Linked DNA regions of Hordeum vulgare: region 1 is linked to region 2. The links are chromatin contacts, called in public Hi-C maps. All regions are on one chromosome and are shown on one strand. Each heading gives the region's core, a stretch centred on a gene start, on an enhancer-like site or on the middle of the called end of the contact. The rest is flanking DNA. Distances are from core to core; before and after follow the strand shown.

What was found. Hi-C and Micro-C count contacts between places; a contact is called where the count stands out from the background.
Region 1: a contact with region 2 is called in a Hi-C map of leaf, with 9 times the contacts expected there. The contact joins the promoter of LOC123435480 here to the promoter of LOC123435427 in region 2. A contact is called at or near these places in 4 of 6 Hi-C or Micro-C datasets (leaf and seedling).

The regions. Positions count from the first base shown.
Region 1 is chr1H:347,254,729-347,260,891 of MorexV3_pseudomolecules_assembly, reverse strand. LOC123435480 (mitogen-activated protein kinase 6) reads right to left here and starts at 3,649. Exons shown (of 7, transcript XM_045115574.1): 1 at 3,276-3,649; 2 at 2,902-3,031; 3 at 2,142-2,279; 4 at 1,347-1,679; 5 at 622-805; 6 at 367-547. The coding sequence starts at 3,451. The coding sequence ends at 375.
Region 2 is chr1H:346,954,369-346,961,474 of MorexV3_pseudomolecules_assembly, reverse strand. It overlaps LOC123435427 (protein PAM68, chloroplastic-like), which reads left to right and starts at 4,982. Exons shown (of 1, transcript XM_045115569.1): 1 at 4,982-6,124. The coding sequence starts at 5,143. The coding sequence ends at 5,961. LOC123435395 (C-terminal binding protein AN-like) reads right to left here. Exons shown (of 7, transcript XM_045115568.1): 6 at 6,501-6,617; 7 at 5,959-6,292. The coding sequence ends at 6,218. It also overlaps the pseudogene LOC123435411.

The sequences.
Region 1 (6,163 bases), core at 2,400-4,899, 300 kb before region 2:
AGACTTGACTTACAAATACTCCCTCCGTCCTATAATAATATACGTTATTACATCCAATATGTGAGTATATTGGATGTAATAACGTCTTATATTATGGGACGGAGGGAGTAGAATTTTAAACAGGGTATGTTCTCAAATTAAAGTCTCACTGATCCAGATAGATATTTGGTTTCCAAAAGGTCACACTTTTCAAGATCTAAATTATTCAACCTCGGAAATATTGCAGATAAATATCAATAGCAAGTCTGTCTGCATGAACCTCCTCAGGATTCCAGGATCTAGATTAGTCGTCTGACACATTGTATTCTTTTAGATAATTGCTTTTAAGAAACAAAATATTTTCAACCAGACGTATACAATACAAACCTTGGCTCTTAGTAGGGCGGATCAGGGTTAAATGCTAAAGTTTCCCTCCAGATGAGCTCTTTCATATGTTCTTCTGTAAAAGATGGTTGCTCAAAATCAAAGCTGAAAGGTGCCGGGCAAGTGGGTTCTTCATTGATGTCATGAAGAGAAGCCAAGTATGGGTGATGCAGAGCCTCATCAACTGCATGAAAAATGATTTTGAGCAATAGTAATGCGAACAAAACTAACTTAAGTAGTTAGTTCAAGCCCATGTACCAGTAATGCGTCTGCTTGGGTCAAACACCAGCATCCTCTCTAACAGATCAACTGCACCATCAGACATGTTGCGGAAGCGCAGGCGGAAGTCCTGCCTTGGGTACTGTGGTAATTGCTTCATGTATCTTCGTGCATTATCACTCCGAAGAAATCCCAGGCTTGAATCATCTGGTGATCCTATCAGCTTTTGAAGCAGAATGCCGGAAAGGACTGGTTAATATTTGATACAACAGGTTCAAGAGACATCATTAAAAAAGAAGCAAAAATGCCTTCGATGGTACTAAAAATGGTTGATTTGAAGCTAAGAATGTATTGCGCAGAAACCAACCAGTATATATAGTAAAATGTATACTTTGAAGAGAAGAGACATCCACAGAAACTTGCACGAAGTTAATAATCCAAATGTGGATCCCATATCTGATGATACAGTAAAATGTTGCCGTACCTACATGCTACCAGATGCAAAATGCATTCACTAATCCAGTGTTTGTGTAAAAGTAAAAACTTCTATTCAAACACAAGATGCGAAACAGGTCTAACAATACAGTTAGATGTGCCAAGAAAGATCCCATTATCCTATTGTTCCAAATAGAACAATTGTCAAATTCTATTAAAGAAGTTCATAAACAGACCCATTTTCATTGATTGACAGCTTCCAAATAGACAACACATGACTTGTCAATGTGGATACCAAAAAAGGCAGGCGACGAGTTGAACAAACCTACCTCGGTGATTAACTTTAACTGTTGGATGTAATCTCTTCCAGGAAACAGGGGTTGACGAGTAATAATTTCACCAAGTATGCACCCAACTGACCAGACATCAATAGCAGCAGTATATTGTGAACAGTTCAACAGCAACTCTGGCGCTCGGTACCAACGAGTGACCACATACTCTGTCATGAGATCAGTTTCTGAAGTGGTCCTTGCAAGCCCAAAGTCAGCAATCTTGAGATCGCAATTTGCGTTTAGGAACAAATTGCTTGGCTTCAGATCACGGTGCAAGACATTTGCTGAGTGCACATATTTTAGCCCTCGAAGCAATTGATACAAGAAGTACTGCAATGCAAAACATGTAACTTATGATTGCTTGAAGACAAAGCTCATAAACCTAAGCTAAGAACTAAACAAGGTACAGAACACAACATGTAACTAATGATTTCTGGAGGACAAAGCTGATAAACCTAAGCTAAGACTGTTTGGTTGAGCTGCAGATTCTAAAAAAGCTGCTGTGGAAAAGCTGGGAGCTGAAAAGTTGGGGTACCCCAGCTTTGAAATTTACACTAGGAAGAAGCTACAGATTCTCAAAAGCTGCTTTGAACATTTAACCCTTTGGTTAGCTTTTAGCTTTTCAAAGCAGAAGTTGGTAAAAAAAGTTGAACCAAACACAACTAAAGAAGGCACAAAACACAACTTTGAGTACATGTCAATTGATATCTACTCTAGTCACAACAAGATTTGTTTCAACTACACAATTGCAGCAAATACATAAGAATCTGGCACAAGCAGGAGGCAACAAACCTGGCAATGGTCATCAGTCAATGATTGATTTGAGCGAATGATCTGATGGAGATCAGTGTCCATCAACTCAGTAACAATGTACACATCCTTAAAATCATCTCTTCTTGGGGGGCGTATTAAATCCTTCATGGCAAGAATCTGTGATCCAATTTTGAAACCACTATCAGAATAAACCCATCATAGGAATGCCTGACAGTGTGAGCACGAGTGGACAACAAAGCCCGTCAACAGTAAAACTGTAATGATAAGAATAAGAACCCACTCAGGCATACCACTTCTAGAAACGTAGACAAAGGAAATAAAACCACTAGTAGAAGCCAACTTCAGAGAAAATTATCAGTGCACACTCGACCCTATGGCTGTGATGTCAGCTGATCCCTATACTTCTATATGCTTCTTTAGTAAGAAGCTTGAGTGTTACCACAAAACCTCATCATGTGCATAATCAACCAACAAGGGTCAGTTCCTGGGTAGCTGAGATTTACATTCTACATATTGCACCTAAAGTAGTTCTCTCCTTATGCATAGCAATTCTCTATAACCAGAAGTACAAGACCGCTTACCTCTGCCAAAATTCGGTATTAAAAAAGGGAACTAATAAGAACGATGTTCACAATTGAACATGTGTTGCTCAAGCACAGTGGTAAGCTATCTTATGTATAGAACTGCAAAGGACACAGTAAACAGCTATAGTGGTAAGGAAAGTACACTCGGCAATCACCACACATGTCCATTACAAATTAAAACAGACAACTCTTACATTCTCATGGTCCATGTGGCGAAGAAGCTTTATTTCTCTAAGCGTCCGTTTGGCGTCGATGTGGTTGTCAAACGCATTTCCAATCTTCTTGATCGCAACCTCCTCTCCTGTATCCGAGCTAACAGCCGCGCTGCAAAAGTAGGGAACAGAATAGGCAAATATAAGCACTTCTACTGCAACCCTCCTTGTGGGGTGACTCACTTCCTCACATAACTTTATGCCTAAAACGTCACACCCGCATGTGTGCCAAATCTGGACAGACACCGCCGCACGGCGGCACGGAACATTCCACACATGGCATAGATAGCAGCTCGGATTCGCTATTAACTGCAGCGACACGCATGTAATCGGCGATTCGGGAGGGGGGAACGCACCAGACAATGCCGTAGGCGCCTCGGCCGATGGGGCGGATGGGAGGGGCGTACTTGGAGGCGACCTCGAAGAGGTTGCCGTAGACGTTGTAGAGCACGTAGCGGCCGCCGTGCGTCGCCATCCCCTGGATCTGCGCGGCCCCGCCCGCGGCGCCGCCGCCGCCGCCGGAGGTGTCCATGGCTTCTTCGTCGCCGCTCGCGAGGGGGAGGAGCCAGAGAGGGGGGGAGAGTAGGGTTGGGCTCTAGGGTTGGTGCCCCGCAGCGACTAGTCGTTGATGGGCTGGGGACTCTGGTGGAGATGCTTCCCCCTCTTTTTGACTTGGGCGGCGACTGGGGAATGAGGATGGGAGCGAGCGGACGCGAGGACGGAGACGGCGCGCGTGGGGCGACGTTTGCGGAAAAGAGGAAGAAGAAAAAATAGATATGCGTATATCTCGAAAATGCTTTTTGGAGCTCGGCCTTCATGAGGTCGGTTTTCGAAAAACTCAAAATTAATATTTCTTACAATTTAAAAAATCTATATATATATATATATATGCATGAAGACATAACACACATGTGTGTAAATTTTTATGACGAAATACGTTGAAATAAAGGTTGTGCAAAGAAAAACTGAGGTTTTTAACACATGATAGTGTTGATCCTTAAAGTATTGTACAGGTCGCATTTAAAAGTATTTAATCCTAAATTTTTACACACACATTTCATTCTTGTATAGTTGCATATTTTTTTCTTAATTTTTTAAAATCGCGAAGTTTGAATTTTGAGAAAAAAAATTAAATATAGGGCACCATGAAGCTCGGTCACCAAAACGCCATACTCGGATTATACTTAATTTATCTCTTTCTTGCATATTACCAGAAATGTGTTTTTTTAGAAAATATGCTTGCATTGAAATAATAGAAAGTTCTTCACGCATACAAGCACATCTTAACACATGCACAACGAACTAGAAAAACAGAGTGCCCTAGAACAAACAGTAAAACACGAAGATCATCGGAGCTATGTGTCATTATTCATAAACCTTACGAGAAAATATATACTTGCAACATAAGAATCTCCAACCAACCTGATCCAAACAGGTCATCATTTTCAACCACGACATAATCACCACCGCATTGCTTTCGTTTTTTAGCACCGACGCCAAAAAGACAAGGACACACATGTGTTCCAACGTGCGTGCACCAGCCTTCGCCATATGTGGCTTTGAGTACCATTATATGTGCCCCTTTGAGATGAAAGACAACCACGATCCGGTTCCAGCGACGCGGACCAATCCCCGGGCAAAGCAGCACATCCCTCCAGTAGCAGCACAAAGGAAAAAAAGAACAACAATGAAAATCATACCGACGAAGAAGAATTTCCATCTCTACACAAATACCTCCCAGGACCCAACCAGTCAGTGTCGGTCGACCTCCAGATACCATAGGCCCCGACCTGGACGATATCCGGGGATCACCCACCCCACTGGCCCCTAGATGAAGACAAGAGTCTCGCATAACCATGAACGTAGCCCGAAGAAACTTATTCAGGCGCTACGTCGTTGTAGCTACCTCAGCGGCATCTCCCTCAACCCTAACCCTACTATGAACCCATACCACGCACAGATCTGAGGCCCCCTCCCTCCTGCTGCCATAACGGTCAGTGGAGGGAGAGGGGACCAATGGCAACACCAATGGCACGCAAAGGGAAGCCTCGCTCCTCTCTTTTTTGCTTGTGCATGCGATCCGCTCTTTCCGGGACGAGTATAACAAAATGTGTTGGTGATGGTTCATACACACTTCTGATTAATACAAACTTTATATTGCTTCAAGAGTGTCTCCTATAGCTGCCCTATAACAAAGCATAACTGTTTTTAGGGCATTTGAGGGGCAAAAACGCTGCTCCATCAGCTACCCTCATTGTACATTTAGGTCCAAATTTTTGTCAAGCAGGATACAATGTCATCAATGGCCCGATGAACTCCACATTCCCCTATGTCTCGATCTCTTAGAAGTTAAGCTCATGACGCGACTGGCCAAGCCTCCACACGGTGATGTCATCGAACCATGCAGTGATGTCCATCGTCTCAAAAGTGTCGAGCCGATATTGTCGATCATCACAGTGAAACTTGCTGTCGGAGAGGGGAGGATTCCTGTGGCCGATCGTCGCGGTAGCCGGCCTTGCTCTTCAGGTGTTTCGGCGACATTCTTGAAACTGTGTTGCAAATCCATGACGGAAGGATGCGGCCCGATCGGGTGGCAGGGCGATGTTGCACGATGACATTATCGGTTGGAAATGGGTGTTGTAGCGATAGGTAGTGGCGATGTGATAGCTTGGAAGAGGCGGCGATGGATTCGGGCGACGACATGGTGCGGTGGTGGCAAAAGTGATCGGATTTGGTGAGGAAACGACGGTGCGGGAGTCGAATCGACTGCGAAAGGCAATGGGAATGTTCCGGATGAGGGCAATTGGACATCATTTGCGCGCATGCCTCCAAATATGCAGTCGATGTTGTCTTTTTTTGGGCTGCCAAATTTTATTTCTTTAATAGAAAAATCGCAACAAAGGCAGCTCTTGAAGCTACGTTTTTGCCCAAAAAACAATAAAGGATGATATGCTTAATATAAGGTGTTAGTGATGCTCTAACACCTTTAGGGATCTATATCTAGTTTTACAGTTTATACACCCACCAAAGGTCATATTTTGCTATATCAGTCCACCATAAAAGAATCGCCAATACCAAACCTAATTTTTGCTATTTAAATCCATTTTTAGATAGCCGAAATAAATGTTTTTACAATATATCTATGGATACCCTAATTTTAAAAAATAAAGATAACACATAGTTCATTGCATAATATTAACACTACCACAATCAATTGCACACATAAAACATACATAAATTAAAC
Region 2 (7,106 bases), core at 3,733-6,232:
CCAGCCGCCGATCGAGGTCATCAAGGCGGAGCAGAAGGCCCCGCTGATCACGGTCGAGTCTGCGCGGACCAGCGGCGAGGCGGCGACGAGCGTCGCCGGGAGCGCACGCGGATGGAGCACCGATAGCGGCGCCGGCGGCGACGCGGAGGCCGACGAGTCGCAGCGCGGCTGGGGCCGCCGCTACACGCGCCGGGAGCTGGAGGAGGCCACCGACGGGTTCGCCGCCCAGAACGTGCTCGGGGAGGGCGGCTACGGCGTGGTCTACAAGGGTGTGCTGCGAGACTCCACCCTCGTCGCCATCAAGAATCTGCACAACAACAGGTAAAACCTCGTTCCAGAGCTCGAATTTTTTCGGTATCAATCGAGTTTAAGCACATTGTTCAACCATTTCAATTCTCTGTGTTGGCTTCGAAATCTGGAAAGACTTGAAATGCAAAACTCCCACTGAAATCGCACTCTGCTGTTGAAAATCCTCTCAAATCCCGATATTGGTGTGATCAGTAGTACGAGTGTTCCTTTCCCATTCAGTTGGGCGCAACAAACTCGGGCAGTTGTCAGATTTGAATTTTCAGATCACGAGTAGTACTACTCCGCAACCATGGCCAGTAGTAACTGCCTCCAGCGGCCTTCTCGGACACCAGATGTTCAAATTTCAAGACAGCGATCACCAACTTTTCCATCTTCATTTCAGGGGCCAGGCCGAGAAAGATTTCAGGGTGGAGGTGGCGACGATCGGGCGGGTTCGGCACAAGAACCTGGTCAGTCTGCTCGGCTACTGCAGCGAGGGCGCCTGCAGGTAAATCAGCAATGCAATGCCACATTTCTTCAGTTACCTCTGCCTGCCCTCTCTTCACATCCCTTAATTCGATCCATGTCACTGCTTTGCTTGGATGGATGGATGGATGGATAGGATGCTGGTCTACGAGTACATGGAGAACAGCAACCTGGACAAGTGGCTACACCATGAGGAGGGCGAAATCAGTCAGCTCAACTGGGACACAAGGATGCACATACTTCTCGGAACCGCTAAAGGGTACTGTAATCCTTCACTTTCCTAGTATCCTCTAACATGTGATTGTTCAACAAAGCATGGATTAAAAAACAAAAAGATAATACTATGGCCGATTAGGAGTAGGGGAGAAGTATGCATGGTGCGTCTGAAATCTGAAAACAACGTTGGCAGTGCTACTCTTTGCTTAAACGGCACATGTGTCGAACACCCAAAGTCTGAAACATATGCGCACTAGCTACAACTGATGTGCATCCTGTACCTGATCTGTTCAGGTTGGCGTACCTTCACGAAGGGCTGGAGCCCAAGATCGTCCACCGAGACGTCAAATCCAGCAACATCCTCCTCGACGGGCAGTGGAACGCCAGGGTGTCCGACTTCGGGCTCGCCAAGCTCCTCTGCTCCGAGGCGTCCTACGTCACCACCCGCGTCATGGGAACCTTCGGGTCAAGCCTCGACTGAATTTCCATGTCACCGTCGCGTAGAGTTTGTTTACATGACATTCGTCGCGCCGCGTTGCAGGTACGTGGCGCCGGAGTACGCGCGGACCGGGATGCTGAACGAGAGGAGCGACGTGTACAGCTTCGGGGTGCTCGTCATGGAGATGATCACCGGCAGAACTCCGGTGGACTACACCAGGCCGGCCGCGGAGGTCAGCTGCCCTCACCGTCGTTTTCTTTCTTTCTTTCTTTCTTTCTTTCTTCTCTACCGCACTTTGATCGGCTTGCACTGCCGGTGCAGTCTTCTCTGGTGGAGCTGAGCTTTCCGTGCTGACGCATCGCATCCGTGGTGATTCGTTTCAGGTGAACTTGGTGGAGTGGCTGAAGCGCATGGTGGCGGAGAGGAGGGTGGAGGAGGTGCTGGACCCGACGCTGCCGGAGGCGCCGCCGTCTAAGGTGCTCAAGCGCGCCGTCCTCGCCGCGCTCCGGTGCGTCGACCCCGACGGCACCCAGCGGCCCACCATGGGCCACGTGGTGCACATGCTCGAGGACGACCTCCGGTTCAGAGACGTACGTCGCCGTTGCCATACACCCGCATTGAACTGCAACTGTGTTTTTGGTGTCGTCGGTTGGGTTTCAACCATGTGCTGCTCCATGCAGGAACTCCAGCTTGCCAGGGGTCTGTCGGCCCACGCGTCGGCGTCAGCGTCGGCGTCGTCGTCGTCGTCGAGGAGCTACCAACGCAAGGAGTGAACGCCATGGACGTGGACGGACGAATGGCTGTGTTTCCTTGGCATTCGCGCACCGAATGTTCTTGTACAAGCTAGTCGATCGGATCTTTTTTCTTCTCCGGTTGTGTTTGTTTGCATGGCAGCAATGACTCGATCAACACAGCAGGCACACGGCCGGTGCATAATCAAGCCTAGCAATAGTACGAGTAGTTCACAACTTTATATGATCCACATAACGGAAGTGCATCTATGCTTCCCCAGAGTACTACCTGTGTCACTTTGGTGTCTTCTATGGTTGCTTTAGTTGTTTAATTTCGGCTACAATCCAGCTCGAAGCTTGCGTGGTTGCCATCATTCACAACGCTCGTCACACACTTCAGAAGTTCAGCCCGTACGTACGGTACGACTCGCCATGGCACCACTCTCACAGTGGGTGCCCGTGTCAAGCAGGACGCAAGAAAGAGATGTCTTCAAGTGAGAGCCGTCCCATGAGGTATGGACGTTAGGCCAAACGAACAGCGCGTGGACGGACAGGTCACGCGCCCTTGTTCCTCTCGCCCGCCTATAGGAGACACATCCGTCCCATTTTCCCTTCATTTCGTCCAAACTTTCCCGCGCCCCTTCCCTCCCACCTCCATGGACGGCGACCCGATAAACCCTGACGATGCGGTCGGCCGCATGCCTTGCGGCAAAGAAGAAGGGACCCATAAAGGCTCGATCCAAATGCACACCGAAGGAGATCGCCATCCTCGACACCGAAGCGATGAAGAGAAGGGGCAGACAGGCAAAGGCAAAGGAGTTAAAGACGGTTCCGGCCTACATCGTCGAGGCCGACACCCAACGTCAAGCGGGTCATCTTGCCGACGTTGAGAGAAGGAACCCGTTGTCGCCAAGGCGCATGCCCTTCTCATGCTTGGGTTGGCACAACCAGCGCCAGCCATCTTTCGGTCGCTGCCATGGCCACAACGAGCACAGGATCATCGGTCGGTCGTCCTACTCGGTTCACTTCACCGAAATCGTCCACCAGACCCGGTCCACTACCTTACGGCCATGGGCAGACGTGGTTCTCCACGTCGTCGGAGGGCAGCGTGGTCGCTCCGACAACGCCCACGGGTGTCACGACCTCAAAGTGGCGTCAGGGTACAGTAGCGCTGTCCACACGTCCAAGGGACGCAAAGGAAACAATTTGAGTTGTTTCCGACGGCAAGCTTGCGCCCGCAAGTTGTTCGATGTAATGGCACAACCGACGCCCATAGTTGAAGACCGTGATTGCTCGGCGTTCATGGAGAGCGTCATCTTCGAGGGCCGTGGCGAGGCCTTCCAGCACCATGGACAAGGGCGGACTTCCAATCCCGACGAGACCTAGAGCCAGGACGGCCGCGACCACTATGAGGACACTGATTTCGCCGGCCATGATGAAGAGGAAGACAACCATGGCAACTCATGGCATGAAGATGATGACTTGTATTGTGAAGATGTGGAGGAAGAGATCGACATTTCGCAAGAGCCATTGGTATTTATCAATGAGCTCACCCAAAGGGTCAAGGCACAAAAGAATAAGCAAAGTATTCGCACGGGGTCATATACCCAAAAGGAGGACAAATTGATTTGCGAGAGTTAGATTGAGATAGGGGAAGATCCGATAAGAGGTACCGAGCAAAAAAGGTGCCATCTTTTGGGGGAGGGTTTACAAAACCTTCCGTGAGCGAAGGAAGTTTGCCCCCTATCAATTTGAGAGCACTCGCAATATCAACTCAATCCAAAAGAGATAGGGGTTCATACAACAACAATGCAACAAGTATTGTGCAGCACTTGAGAGCGTCCAAACACGTCATGTGAGTGGCCTTGGCATTGGAGACTTGGTATGAACCTCCTGCCTTTTCATTTTTTGTCCATTCATGTTGGCATGCTTTTCATTTTCATACATGTTGTGTCCTTCGCTATTACATTAGCATCATCATCAATGATTGTATAGGCATTTCTTTGGAAGCATTCAAGGCCTGTCACAAGAACAAGCCGTTCACTCTCACGCATTGTTGGGTGCTCATCAAAGATTGTGGCAAGTTTAAAGCCCCATATGCCGCTTGTAAGAAGAAAGGAGGGAAGAAGGTCGTGGCTGATGGGGGAGACTTGCTCAAGAGGCCGAGGGGCAAGACAAGCTCGAAAGCCGATGAGAGGCGTGATGCGTCTTCCATTGCCTTGCAAGGCACTTTGAAGAACATGATGAGCCAAAAGAAAGTGAGGGACGAGAGGGGGAGTAAATGAAGATATATCTAGAGTTCCAAACGAAAAAGCTTGCCATGGAGGAGGTCGCAGAGAGGAGGAAGCTTGATATGAAAGAGGCAATGAAGAGGAGGAAGCTTGACATCGAGGAGGCCGCTCAACTCAAGAAGCTCGAGTCACCATGGCGGACACCAAAGCTAAAGAGGCGGCATCCGCGTTCATGAGCATGGACAAGACCAACATGTCGCCAGAGAGGAAGGCTTGGTTCGCGAATCGACAGAAGGAGATATTCGCCCGAGACGGGCTGAACTAGGTGAGGCCTCAGGATGTAGCCAACATCCGTTCATTTTGAAGGCTGACTGGTGTGTCGACTACTGTCTTTGTTACTGTCGTCAAAAACTTGTTCATTTTAAGGACGGGTTCCTGTATCAACCGCTAACTTTAAATATTTGTTGCCGGCATAAGACTGTGGCCGACGTGAACTAGTGTGAACCGCGGCCGCGGTGAACATCCTTCTTTCTCATGCTTGCATGCACGAGGACAAGATGTGACCGCGCTTTGGGCACCCGATGAATGCAATCCCAAACCCTAACGTACACGGCTCCATTTTCACGTCAAACGGGAGAAATCCGAACAAAAACGGACGTCTAACACGGGAATACTGAAACTGTCGAAAATCTTCAGAATATTCAGGCCTAAAGCTGACACTCAACCGGCACGCAAGAAAGAGATATTTCTCATGGGGCCGACACACGTGGCACCCAACCCAGGGACACATCGAGAATGCAGTTACGCGCCACCACTGACCACTGCCCATGGCGATAAGGCTACTGCCACGAGTGGGGAGAGCAGCTCGTCGTCTCCTAGCAATCCACCGGCGGCGCGCATGGCCGCCTTGCTCCACGTAGCGGCTCTCCATCCACCTCGCCCCGCCCCAAACCCCCATCATCCATGGACGCACAGCCGGGCCACCACGCCCATCCTCTCCCCACATGACGCAGCGCCGTCCAAGCGACGACGAGCTCCAGCCCGGCGGCTACACGCGGCCAGCAACGGCAGCGGCGTCGGCACACCACCAGCCGCGGACAGCAGGAGCGGCAAGAAGCCGAGCCGCAAGGAGAAGCAGCGGCAACAGCAGCGGGTGCGGGAGCGGGAGGAGCAGCAGCAGCTCCTCCTCCTCAAGGAGTCGTTCGTGGAGGCGGCCCGCGAGGAGGAGCAGGAGGACGGCGGCGGTCGCGGCGACGACGAGCTGCCGCAGGTGGTGTTCGACCGCATCCTCCGGCGGATCCTGTTCACGGTGGGCGTCCCGATGGCGTCCGGCGTGGCCCTCCTCAACGTGTACGACGCGCTCAAGCGCGGGGGCGGGGCGGAGGTGCCGTCGTGGGTGCAGCTGCTCACCATCCTCCTCTCCTTCGGCACGTCGGCGCTCGGCATCGCCTACGGGACGCTGTCGGCGAGCTGGGACCCGGAGAAGGAAGGCTCGCTGCTCGGCGTCGACGAGGCCTGGACCAACTGGCCGGAGCTGTGGAAGGAGGAGATCGAGAAGGACAAGAAGTAGCTGTGAATAGACTAGATATTTTCTCCACTGGACTGGCAGTACGCTTTGTTGTCGACGATTGATACTCGTACAGGCTACAGCAGTGAAACTATGAAACAATTTGGCAGTGGCTTTGTAGTTCTCTGTAATAGAATGGCCAAAACTGAACACTTGACAGGAAAAAGGGGAAAACTGAGTGAACCCCCAGGCCAGCGAGAATACAACACCGATGAGTCTGTTGCTCTCGTTCTCCTAAAGCAGATGGATGGGTCGTTGATCAATCGAGCCACCTCGTGACGCCATCTTCTTCGCTCACCGCTGCGAGGATTTCAATGTAGACCTCCAATACAGCCTACACACAATTTAAACCACCATCAGGAAACAAAATACTACCAACACAACTGTTCTTTTCAAGTTAGTCATGGCAGCAGAAATTACTGGCCAGGAACATTGTGATGAAAATAAAAATTCACTATTACCATTGACGGGGACAGATGTGCATCTTAACTCTTAAATATTGATATTATGTGCATAAATTGGTGATAGATAAATGAGCATACCAAAGGATTTCTGTGGTTGACCAGTTTGCAGCATTCCAGTAAAGACCCTTCCAGCGTCCAGCTCTCCCAGACATCGAATGCATGATTGGCAAATACGAGCTCCGCCTTCTTATTAACCTGGAAACAAGTAACAGGGGAGTTAAGCATAGTAAATCGGCAATCTACATAAAGCATTTCACTTTCAATGATGAAATTATACATGAATCGTGGAATGTACGGCCAAATCAGTGATCCTATTTATAAACTTCTCAAACATTCTGCATGGAGCGAGCACTTCATAACTATCTAAAGTAAATTCTCTAAAAAAAGCTCGAACTAAAGAGGAATACCAGATGCACTAGGGCTTATTTTAAGCATATCGTGGAATCAAGTTGGTACATTTCAACACGGGACAAAAACGTGAGCATAAATGTCATTGCATCTAAAAATTACCAAGAGGTTCATGCAATGAAGAACACCGTTGTATAGTCTTTAATTTCACTACTACTCCCTCCGTTCCTAAATATAAGACCTTTTAGAGATTACACTATAGACTAGGTATGGAGCAAAATGAGTGAATCTACACCCTAAAATATGACTACATACATCCGTATGTAGTTCATAGTG